Linked DNA regions of Arachis hypogaea: region 1 is linked to region 2. The links are chromatin contacts, called in public Hi-C maps. All regions are on one chromosome and are shown on one strand. Each heading gives the region's core, a stretch centred on a gene start, on an enhancer-like site or on the middle of the called end of the contact. The rest is flanking DNA. Distances are from core to core; before and after follow the strand shown.

The links. Hi-C and Micro-C count contacts between places; a contact is called where the count stands out from the background.
Region 1: a contact with region 2 is called in a Hi-C map of leaf, with 6 times the contacts expected there. The contact joins the promoter of LOC112696731 here to the promoter of LOC112805627 in region 2. A contact is called at or near these places in 3 of 8 Hi-C or Micro-C datasets (all in leaf).

What each region holds. Positions count from the first base shown.
Region 1 is chr6:76,185,127-76,190,603 of arahy.Tifrunner.gnm2.J5K5, forward strand. LOC112696731 (small RNA-binding protein 11, chloroplastic) reads left to right here and starts at 1,300. Exons shown (of 4, transcript XM_025749574.2): 1 at 1,300-1,531; 2 at 2,192-2,260; 3 at 2,366-2,472; 4 at 2,567-2,990. The coding sequence starts at 1,426. The coding sequence ends at 2,677.
Region 2 is chr6:75,647,119-75,652,549 of arahy.Tifrunner.gnm2.J5K5, forward strand. It overlaps LOC112805627 (probable CCR4-associated factor 1 homolog 11), which reads left to right and starts at 1,960. Exons shown (of 3, transcript XM_025847985.1): 1 at 1,960-2,129; 2 at 2,226-2,436; 3 at 2,535-2,831. The coding sequence starts at 1,960. The coding sequence ends at 2,831.

The DNA of each region.
Region 1 (5,477 bases), core at 50-2,549, 540 kb after region 2:
TCTTTCTACCATGAGTAACTAAACCTCCTCTATTAAAGGTTAGGAGTTCTATTTTATTTTTATGGATTAATAATACAAGCGTTTTCTTTATTTTAATTTCATGCTCTTCTACTTTTTCAATATTGAGTTTCGTTCTTCATATTTAATGATTAGAAGTAACAAAAATATTCTAACTTTGTTTTAAATTCTATTATTATTTTAGAAAATTTAATATCAGAATTAACTTGAAACTCTTTCTCATGGTTTTCAACTTGACTAGGAATAGTATTTTGAAAGTTGTGTGGTTTTAAATCGAAACCGTTCTTTACCTCTTTTCTTAATTAGGTCACCAAAGAATTGGCAATTAATTAAGTTAAGAGAAATTAGATTGCTAAGAAATTGGAATTTTATTATAAATGATTTGCTGTGAAAAATTTTTTGCATGAGTCTAAGAGAATCTAAAGTGTTGCTTTTTTTAAGAATTTAACATTTGCAAAGCCTTTTGACATCCTCTCTATTCTTGATTATCTCTACAAAATTTCTAAGCTTTCTCTCATGTACAATAACAATCATTTTTACTATTCTTGCTTCTACTTCACTATCCAGATTCTTCTTACCAAGGTTTGATTGATCTAATTAGAGATTCAATTAGATGTTACATGATTCAATTCGTTAATCCTCGTGTGAACGATATCCACTTACCGTGGTATTACTTAATGCAATTTGGTGCACTTGCCAATATCTAAGCGTATTAGTTTTGGCTAATTAAGTTTTTGGTGTAATTGTTGGAGATTAATTGAAATTGACAACAAAGAAACATCCGATTGAATTACTTAGATCGTGTTTTATTTTATTTTCTTTATTCCGTTTAATTATTCTTTCCTTCTGTCTTTTTCTTCTTTACTCCACACGATACATTTGATTTCTTGTTGTTTTTGTGCATGCAAGGGGAAGAGGATTGTATTCTCTTCGATCCGAAAGTTGAGAAGACACTTGCACAAATAAGAAAGAGATCAAGGACTAAGAAAGAAGAGGTAGAAAGAATGGCAGAGGAGATTCTTCCCAAACGTTAGGGACGGTCTCGGATCTAAGCTTTATTTAAGGGTTTACCGTTGGCCAATAAGTTACTGTATGCACAAGGTGGGATTCAAATCCCCGACACTTACTTAAGCGGATATGAGTGAGTTGACCACTCGACCAACTCAAGTTGGTTAATTGGTTGCCATTTTTTTTTTGTGCAATTGGTTGCTACATTTGTGAGTAACCAAAGCAAAAACAATAATTAGATGCTGATCAAGTTGTTGCAAGCTAGCCCACATCAAAGCTGGGCTTGCTGTGGGTGTTAAGCCCACTTACAACTGAGAGGAGACTATTTGGTAATTTGGGTGTGAGCTTGGAAATTGGTCGGCGCTGCTTCCATTATTGTGTGTTGGAAGCTCCAACTCGATGGCGGCTTTTCGGAGAATGATTAGCTTCGGATCGAACAGAACTTTGACTCCACCCTCTCTTCTCACTTTCCGCAGAGGAATCGCTTTCAAGCTCTTCGTTGGAGGTCTCTACCCTCAACTCTCAAAACCTCTTACTTGTTCTTTCTCTTCCTACTTCTCTATTCATTGGAGTTCTCTCGTTTTTTATCTCCTGCAAATTTTGCACTAATTATTTATATTATTTTCTTATTTATTTATTCATTTATTTTGATGAAGCGTCTGAAACCTGTCTTCCTGTATCACTTCTTTATATTAAGTGACTCCAATGTGAACCCATCCAAAACGAATTACACTGGTTTGAATAGTTTGAAAAGGAGATGATTGGACAACCATATGTTAATTCAATATAATTGTCAACTTACTTTGTGCAAAATAGGATGTGTATGTGAAAATTAAATTTGGAAAGTTAAAGTGTTTATTTCTTCATTTATTTTAAATGAATGTTCACTGAGTTGTATGTTGTCACTGTTATGTGTTATAGAATCATTTCCGTGTTCACTTTGTTGCTCAATGGGATCTAGCCATTCATCATCATCTTGTTTGGCAAACAATGGAACATCACATAACAAATCAATCTCAGGGCTTTATGCTGCTGTCAAAATATTTCCCATTGTTGCTGTTTTCAACAGCTAGTTAACTTGAATGTATGAATTGTGTTTTATTTTAGCTTTTGGGAAAGGGTCATTCATCGTTGGAATTATGCTGCGCCGTTCATTATTTTGCAGGATTGTCTGTGCACACGACGGAGAAAGGATTGACAGATGCTTTCTCTGATTGCGGACAAGTAATTGAAGGTAGCTTCAGAATAAGAAAAATGCACTAACATTATTAATAGCTAGTATCTCATGGTTTAGGCTTCTGGAGTTGTGACTGTTTTAAACTTTTAATTGTGTTTACAGCTAAAATTATAACAGACAGGGTATCGGAGAGATCTAAAGGGTTTGGGTTCGTCACCTTTGCTTCACGGGTTGAGGCTGCGAATGCCATTTCACAGATGAATGGGAAGGTAAATTTATCAAACTTGCCACACTCCTCTTCTGTTGTGGGAGGCTTAGAATTTAGTAGAGTGAAAATTGGCACTAAGTTTTTACATATTGCAGGCACTAAATGGCCGCGATATCTTTGTTGATTATGCGAAACCAACTTATTTCAAGAGTACTGGAATGCCCATTGCAAGAGGACCCCCTGAACTCCCCACAGTTGATAGTTGATTTTCCATATGAGATATTGTATTTGATGCAGCTGAATTGCCCACAATATTTTGCAGACCATGTAGGTAGCATATGCAGAACTGAGTATCTTTTAGGATCATGGATGCACACAATTACAACAATTACAAGAATTGCTCAGCAGAACAAAGTAATAGGTGAAGGATTTATGTAATAGAATACTGGCGTTTGGAGAATTTTTTGGCCGTTTTCTGTGTAGTATACTGGCAGAGTAGCGTGGATTTGCACGGTACATGTGTTTTTGTTTGGATACAGAAGAGATATGACTAATTTTTGAAAAACCTTGGTTGAATAAGTAGTAGTGCATATATAATTTGAAATACAATTTCATGCATGAGAATATGATTACAAAAAGCAAGAAAGTAAGTAAACATCATATAAAAGATTGGGAAATCACATCATTGATCAATCCAATAATTATGCAATGGAACTTGATAACAAGTAAGAAGATTGGGAAGTACATTAGTTTGAGTAATCAGAGTTGGCCAAGTTGTTTTGGTTCTTAGTATGAATTTAATTCATATAATGAGGCATTGTCTCCAAAATTTTAAGGAATACGGTTTTCAATAATTATTTCTTTCGTAATGATAATAAATAAATTTTGGCGTCCGACATTATTAAAAGTAGGAATATACCAACCAAAATAACATGTAGCTTTATTTAGAGTCAAGAACAAGAAAGATCTGGGAGTTATTTGTTAAGAGAAATATTAGAGGATTAACAAAATTTATTATGTTTAGCCAGCAGATAATTAACAATGTTAGACTAAAGAAATTGGACTAATAATTAAAAGTGTTGACAAAAAATAATAAATTCTGCTTGTGCTTGAGATTTTCTCTTTTGTTAATTATTAAGTTTTTTTTTCTTTATTAGATAATATTTACATGAACTTTCTAATGTCTATTCCTTACAGGTAAATATTTGCATATTAAGAACCTATCAGATTTATCTTTACTTTTAGTTAATCTTTTAAACCGGCAATTTAGTTTATTCATGTCTAAAATTTGTACTTAATCTAAGAACATATTAATAGTTTGGTACTATTATAGGTTTGCATTATTGTTTTTATCATTATTATTATTATAATTACCATAATGCTAAGTTAAATTAGAGTAAAAGCAAGTTCAGTCATAATTATTTCATAAAACTAATTATTACTTCACCTTCTTTATTTAGTTAAATTTTGATAAATTTTCTTGAATTTCTTTATACAATGTAGAATTTTTTAATATAATTAATATAATGTTATGCTACACATATTATCACGAAAATGATAACTAAAAAATTGATATTCAAAAACTACTCAAAACTGAAAACTTATAAAATTAAATTTTTCAAGTAATTTTATAGACGACTATATCAATAGAGCTTCATCCCAGGAACAGTTTTATTTTTGTTTTTGTATATACAAAAATATCCTGTATAATCCTACTTTTTTATGTTCTACTTTGATTTGATTAATTACATAGATATATAAATAAGTGCGTTAACTAATTATATATATCTTTTCAATATTAAATGAAACATTATAACAAAAATTTAGTTTTTTTATCGTCTAATTCTGGGTAAATAATTAAACCGCACCCAATTTTTAAAGATGACAACAAAAATAACCTTCCCTTCTTGATAAAGACAGAAATATACTCAAAATATCATAAAAAGCAATTAAAATAATATTATTTTATAAGTAGCAAACGATTTTAATTTTTGACAAACCATTTATGAATTTGATCCAAAATTTTGTAACAACAATATATTTAGATAATTATTTAAAAAAGTATATAAAAAAGAGACAAAAATTTGATATTTAGTTTTTTTTATTTGTCAAAAGTATTCTTGGTTATTGATTAAAAAATATAAAAGAAATTACTTACCATAAAATCACTGAATTTTAACAATAAAATTGTTTTATTTCTCTAATTATATTTAAAAGAATCACATCAATATTCAATTTTTAAAATAATTTTTTTGAATATATATTTAATGTTAAGTATTTTTATCGAATTTTAAAATATTTTAAAAATATTGTTATCTTTAATAAAAATGATGATATTTTTGTTAGGGCCTTAAAATTTATTAAATTAGAAACGATTTTAGTAATTTACTCTCTAAATATATGACCAATTTGTCAATTCAAACTTTAATTTTTAGGTACTGAACTTAAATCCAGAAATTTTTTTTTTCTAGGTACGGAACTTAAGCCCAGAAAATTTATTAAATTAGAAACGATTTTAGTAATTTACTCTCTAAATATATGACCAATTTGTCAATTTAAACTCCAGAAAAATTGAAGTTATATTTAATGTTAAGTATTTTTATCAAATTTTAAAATATTTTAAAAATATTGTTATCTTTAATAAAAATGATGATATTTTTGTTAGGGCCTTAAAATTTATTAAATTAGAAACGATTTTAGTAATTTACTCTCTAAATATATGACCAATTTGTCAATTCAAACTTTGATTTTTAGGTACTGAACTTAAATCCAGAAATTTTTTTTTCTAGTTACGGAACTTAAGCCCAGAAAATTTATTAAATTAGAAACGATTTTAGTAATTTACTCTCTAAATATATGACCAATTTGTCAATTTAAACTCCAGAAAAATTGAAGTTATATTTAATGTTAAGTATTTTTATCAAATTTTAAAATATTTTAAAAATATTGTTATCTTTAATAAAAATGATGATATTTTTGTTAGGGCCTTAAAATTTATTAAATTAGAAACAATTTTAGTAATTTACTCTCTAAATATATGACCAATTTGTCAATTCAAACTCCAAA
Region 2 (5,431 bases), core at 710-3,209:
TCCTTCGTATTATTTCCCCCACATTCTTCTCTGGTTGTAAGGCAGAAAGACACACTTCTTCGATGTGGAAAGGCACTCTCCTTCGTATATCCTCCAGGAAAAGGTGTAAAGGCACACTCCTTCGATGTAGAAAGGCACTCTCCTTTGTTTATGATCCTCCTGGAGATGCGCAACCTAGAGACCAATGTCTGGGTTAGCTACCAAATGTGTCAGGTTCTGACAAAATAACTGACACGTGAGCTCATGGCCAGTAGAATAGACATTCATCATATGCATATGTGTGCTTTGTTTGCTATGCCTTAATTGGGAATGCCTAATTGATATATATCACCTACTACTTGTATATTTGCTACTTGTATTATCTGTTCATTACTTGTGCTTGAACTTGTTTAGTTGTTTGTTCTTGTTGCATTATGGATGATGGAGGGATGGAGAAAATGGAGAAATGGTTTGGTGATAGGTGTGGATTGAAATTAAGTTAGGTAGATTTAGAATACCTACCCCTGTTTATAGTTTTTGTTTAGTAATTAAGTTGGATAACTGAATAACGGAGTTCTAAGATTGCCTATGGCATTCTCAAGACCTTATTTATTATACGTGTGATACTTTTACCATGCTGAGAACTTCAAGTTCTCATTCCATATTGTGTTGTTATTTTTCAGATGCAGGTCGAGAAGCTCCTCGCTTGGCGTCTGGATCTTGAAGCGAAGTAGTTCTTCGATGTCTTTTGGGTTTCTGTTCATATTTGTGTATATATGTATTTAGCTTACTCTCCAAGTAACTTATGTATGCTGCTCCTCTTAGAGGTTGAGGGAGAGATAGGAGTTTACTTTGGCATTTTGGTGTATTTTGAGAATACTTATGTATGTTTATATGTAGGGGTGTGCATGGGTCGGGTGAAACCGGGTTTGATATGACCCAGACCCGGCCTGAAATATATACCGGACCTATTTATTAGACCCGAACCCGACTCTAGACCCGATGAAACCTATACACTTTTGGGACACGATTATTTGAATCAGGAGCTAGTTATGTTGTTTCCTTGGCTTTCCTTTCTCTCTTATTTATCTTTATCACTTCCTTTTAGGCTTCTTAACCCGCAAGAAATTCAATTCCTCGAACGTTGCGCTTTTTATTTTGAGCATTTGTTTTACCCGTTTTTCAAGACTCCTAGTTGAGTATCTTTTTTCTTATTATTATTATTATTATTATTAATATTATTATTATTATTATTATTATTATTATTATTATTATATATTTTACTTTTAAAAGTTGTAATACCATACTATTTTAGTCTTATGACTTAAGCATAAGATTAAATATAGTAGGGTGTTATACTAATTGGCTCTAGTTAACTTCACCATTAATTGATCTCCTAAACTTTCCTTAAATGAATACAACTTTACACGCGCATAGCAAAATTCTAAACAAGAACTAGTAGAACGGTGGAAGGCAGCACCTAAAGAAACCAAAGCAACACAAAATTAGAAACTTAAATACATCATTGAATAACATAGAAACTTAGTACTCCTCCCGTGGACCCTAAGCATTCCTGAACCAGTTGTCGCACCACACCTGCATGAAAGGTTCGGACTAGCTGTTCTTTGCTCCCTCTCCCCCGGTTCCAGTTTGAAGCACAAATAGGAAACAACTATATCATGTTTCATTCTTTCTTCATCAAACAATAACATTGTTGAAAATCATCTCATTCCTGTCCTTCCACACAAAACACGTCACCGCAAGAAACTCCTTTTCTTCCTCATACTCCTATCCACCCAAGCCTAAGCATTCCTTAGAGAAACTCAGCCAAAGAAAAAGTAGTGCACGATTTCCAGTTCACCCATACACAGCACACAATTTGCATTCCTTTGTTCTATCCTTTTCTTCGGTTTCTAAGAATTTAACAGAGTTGCTTTCCAGGGTTAAGTTAGAAAGAACATGACTACCGTATATATAAGAATGACAAGAGTCGATGATGAACGAGAACGACTACAACAACGACGGAGAGTTTGTCTGATGCCACCGCCCATGGTTGTTGGTTTTCTGCCATTTTATCGTGCTGCTCAGCCAAGGATTGTGGAACGACTGCCGCTTCTAGAGCCTAGTCCCAATAGTTCGGTTGTGATCAGGCAAGTGTGGGCTACCAACGCTGATTCCGAGTTCCAAATGATAAACAGCCTGATTGACAAATATTGATTTGTCTCCATTGACAATGAATTTCCCAGTGTAGTCATGTTGCCCCACAACAAGACCGACTGGAATCTTGTCCCAGAAAAAACTTACCAAGTCATGAAGGCCAATGTGGACGCACTCAAAATCATTCAACTTGGACTCACTCTGTCATATGAGCACGGCAACCTCCCTGACCTAGGAAATAACAACAAAACTCAGAACTCACTACTTCTGGCAGTTCAATATCCGAGACTTCAACCTCATGTGTGAAATCCACGCAAAGGACTCTGTGGCACTCCTACGCAGCCAGAGCATTGACTTTGCACGTAGTGGCTGGAGTTTCTTTGGTGCATTTTACGAAGTTGGCAGCAGCATCCGGGCTGCTGTTAAACAAAGCACTGACATGGGTCACATTCCATGGTGCTTATGATATTGGATATTTGGTGAAGATTCTGACGTGGGGTGTTCTTCCCACGCGCTTGGAGGAGTTCTTGGAGCTTGTGAAAGAGCTGTTTGGGAGAACTACTTATGACGTGAAGCATGTGATGAGGTTCTGCAATGCCCTCTATGGCGGTTTGGAGAAGGTGGCTGACACACTTCACATAGACCGAGTTGTTAGGCAGTGCCATCAGGCCGGGTCTGACAGACCGAGTTGTTAGGCAGTGCCATCAGGCCGGGTCTGACAGCGTGCTCACCTGCCACACCTTTCACAAGATTAGAGAAATTTATTTTTTGGCTAATGATGATGGGTTTAGGGAATACGTTAATGTATTTTTTTGGGTTGGAAATTGCAAAAGCTTAATAAGGTTGAAAGAAATTATCATATATTAGACTAATCATGTAACAACATTTTGTCAATAAATTACAAAGTAGTATCAAGTGATTATTTTTTAGATATGACAATTATTTTATAACACTTGAATTACAAAGTAGCGATTTTTTTTCAGATAACAGTAACATATATTTGAATATACAGCACAAGTTTTTAGCAGTACCATGTGGGACATTCATGATTTGCTTTATTTTAATGTAGAGACTATGTTGATGCTTTTTACAAGAGATCCTTCATTTGATTTGGGATTGTGTGACATGCATTGTGAAATGGAAATACTAAATATTCTAGTTTAACTTGTTATCTTGGTTGTACATGGGTGTGCTTTGCCATTGTACTGCAATTAACAAGTTAGTCTTTGTTCACGTCTTAGATATTAGAAACAGTTTGAAAATTCATGCTAAATTGTATTCCCAGGACATATCTAGCATCTAGCTTCATGATAATAGAAGTGATTGTGCCCAGCCTAACCTGACACATACTGATGTAATTTCGCTTATCGTGTATGTTGAGGTCCCAAGGTAAAAGGAATTTTGTTACATGTGGCACCAAAATACATTAATTGGAATCAAATCTTATTACAGAAAATTACTTATTAGCTCTTTGTGAAAGTGATCTGAAGATCCAGATTACAGATGTGTTGAAAAATATAGACATAGAAATGCTTTCATTTGCAAAATCTATAGCAAGTGTATTTCAATCATTAGGAAGGCTACAGTTGGAAACTCTTGCCGAGAATTTATTTTTGGATTTGAGAGCACGAGGTATGACTATGACCTTATACTTAATTAAGCTCCTTTGAAATAGTACAAGAAGAGGATCATTGTTCTGTTTTGAAAAGGAGTCTTTATAAAAGTGTATGTTAGTATGTATGCATGCATGTATTTGTTTCTTTTTTGTGTTTTGGATTCCCTTGCACTAATATATAGTACACGGATCCACTGCTGATCAAGTATAATCCAACTATTACACTTGCTTAAGTAGTTATTATGTTGATAGTGATACATTGAGGGTATAAAAATATCAGGCATTATTAGGCACTAATATCTAATTGATCTTCCATGTTGTATTTTCTTGAAAGTAAATTCTATCTAATCAAACTGAAGTTATTTTCTGAACCATTATAAGGCACTAGACTTGACTTTGGAGTCCTTTTCAGAGAAAAGAAAAAAAAAGAGAAGGAGGGGGGGGGGGGCAGGGGAAGGGGAAGTGTATTTCAATCCTTAGTGTATTTCAATTGGTTATTTTTCGGATATGACAATTGTTTTATAACATCTGAATTGGTTGTTTCATTGTTTTACCTTTGACTTTTCCGTAGTGACCAAGTTTGTATTTGAGTTTAGACACAACTTTAAAGAGACTTTCATTATTATTTTTCTTTGAAGTTTTAGCAAACATGTTAAGATCTTATTATTGGCTTCATCATCATCTTACTGAGAGTCACTAAGGAGGCGAGTATTACAATAAATTCTTTACAGTGACTAACATTTACACAACTCAAAATTGGCAAGTACTTACCAAAAACTAGAGACCTCTGTATTATTGTAGGGCATATATTCACAAAATATAAATGAACACAATGAACTTGCTATTCATTATCTAAAGCAATTTTAACTTAATAAATATTAATTAAACATTTTCTGAATATAGTATTACACATGAACAAATTAAAACACTCAAAAGAAAATTTCATGAAATAAAGGCAAGCTACCAAAATTGTAATTTATCAGTACAGGCTCAACCGAACAAAACTTTTCTTACAATAATGAAAAGTCCTAATTTCTAACTATTTTATACAACACTCAGCAATATGATCTTCTTTGCTATATACAAAATGAATTGTGACCTATGTAAAATATATCAATAAAGAAGAAGGACAATCTTAAATTCTAATTATATACAAATATGAGTGAGTCTTAAGTTTTTGATGGTTTCAGTGGCTAAAAGAAGGAGGGGTTGAATCTTAGCCCCCTTTTTGCTTGCTAACACTTGCTGGACTTAGAAGAAACTTTTCTGTTTTTAGCTCGTCCCTAATCACGAGACATTTTCATTTTGTCTCGTCACTTGACACGAGACATTTTTTATTTTTCATCTGAACAGTAAAAACAGAATTGAAGTAGGAAGAGAGATAGAAGATTACACCCAGATATATCCTTGTCAGCTGCTAAGTGCAGTGCAGCCTACATCCAGTCTCCATCACAACAATGATAGAATTTCACTATAATCATTTAGATTACAAATTGTAAAGTGCTAACCCAACTTACAAGGGGATTCCCACAAAATCATGAAACACAACACAGATGTACAAAGGAACTCTAAGACATCTATGGCCTTTTCTTTTAATTTTGCACTCTCTGCCTTTTCCGCTCTATGGCTTTTTCATACAAACCTCACTTGTTTGTCTTTTTCCATGAGACTCAAGACATG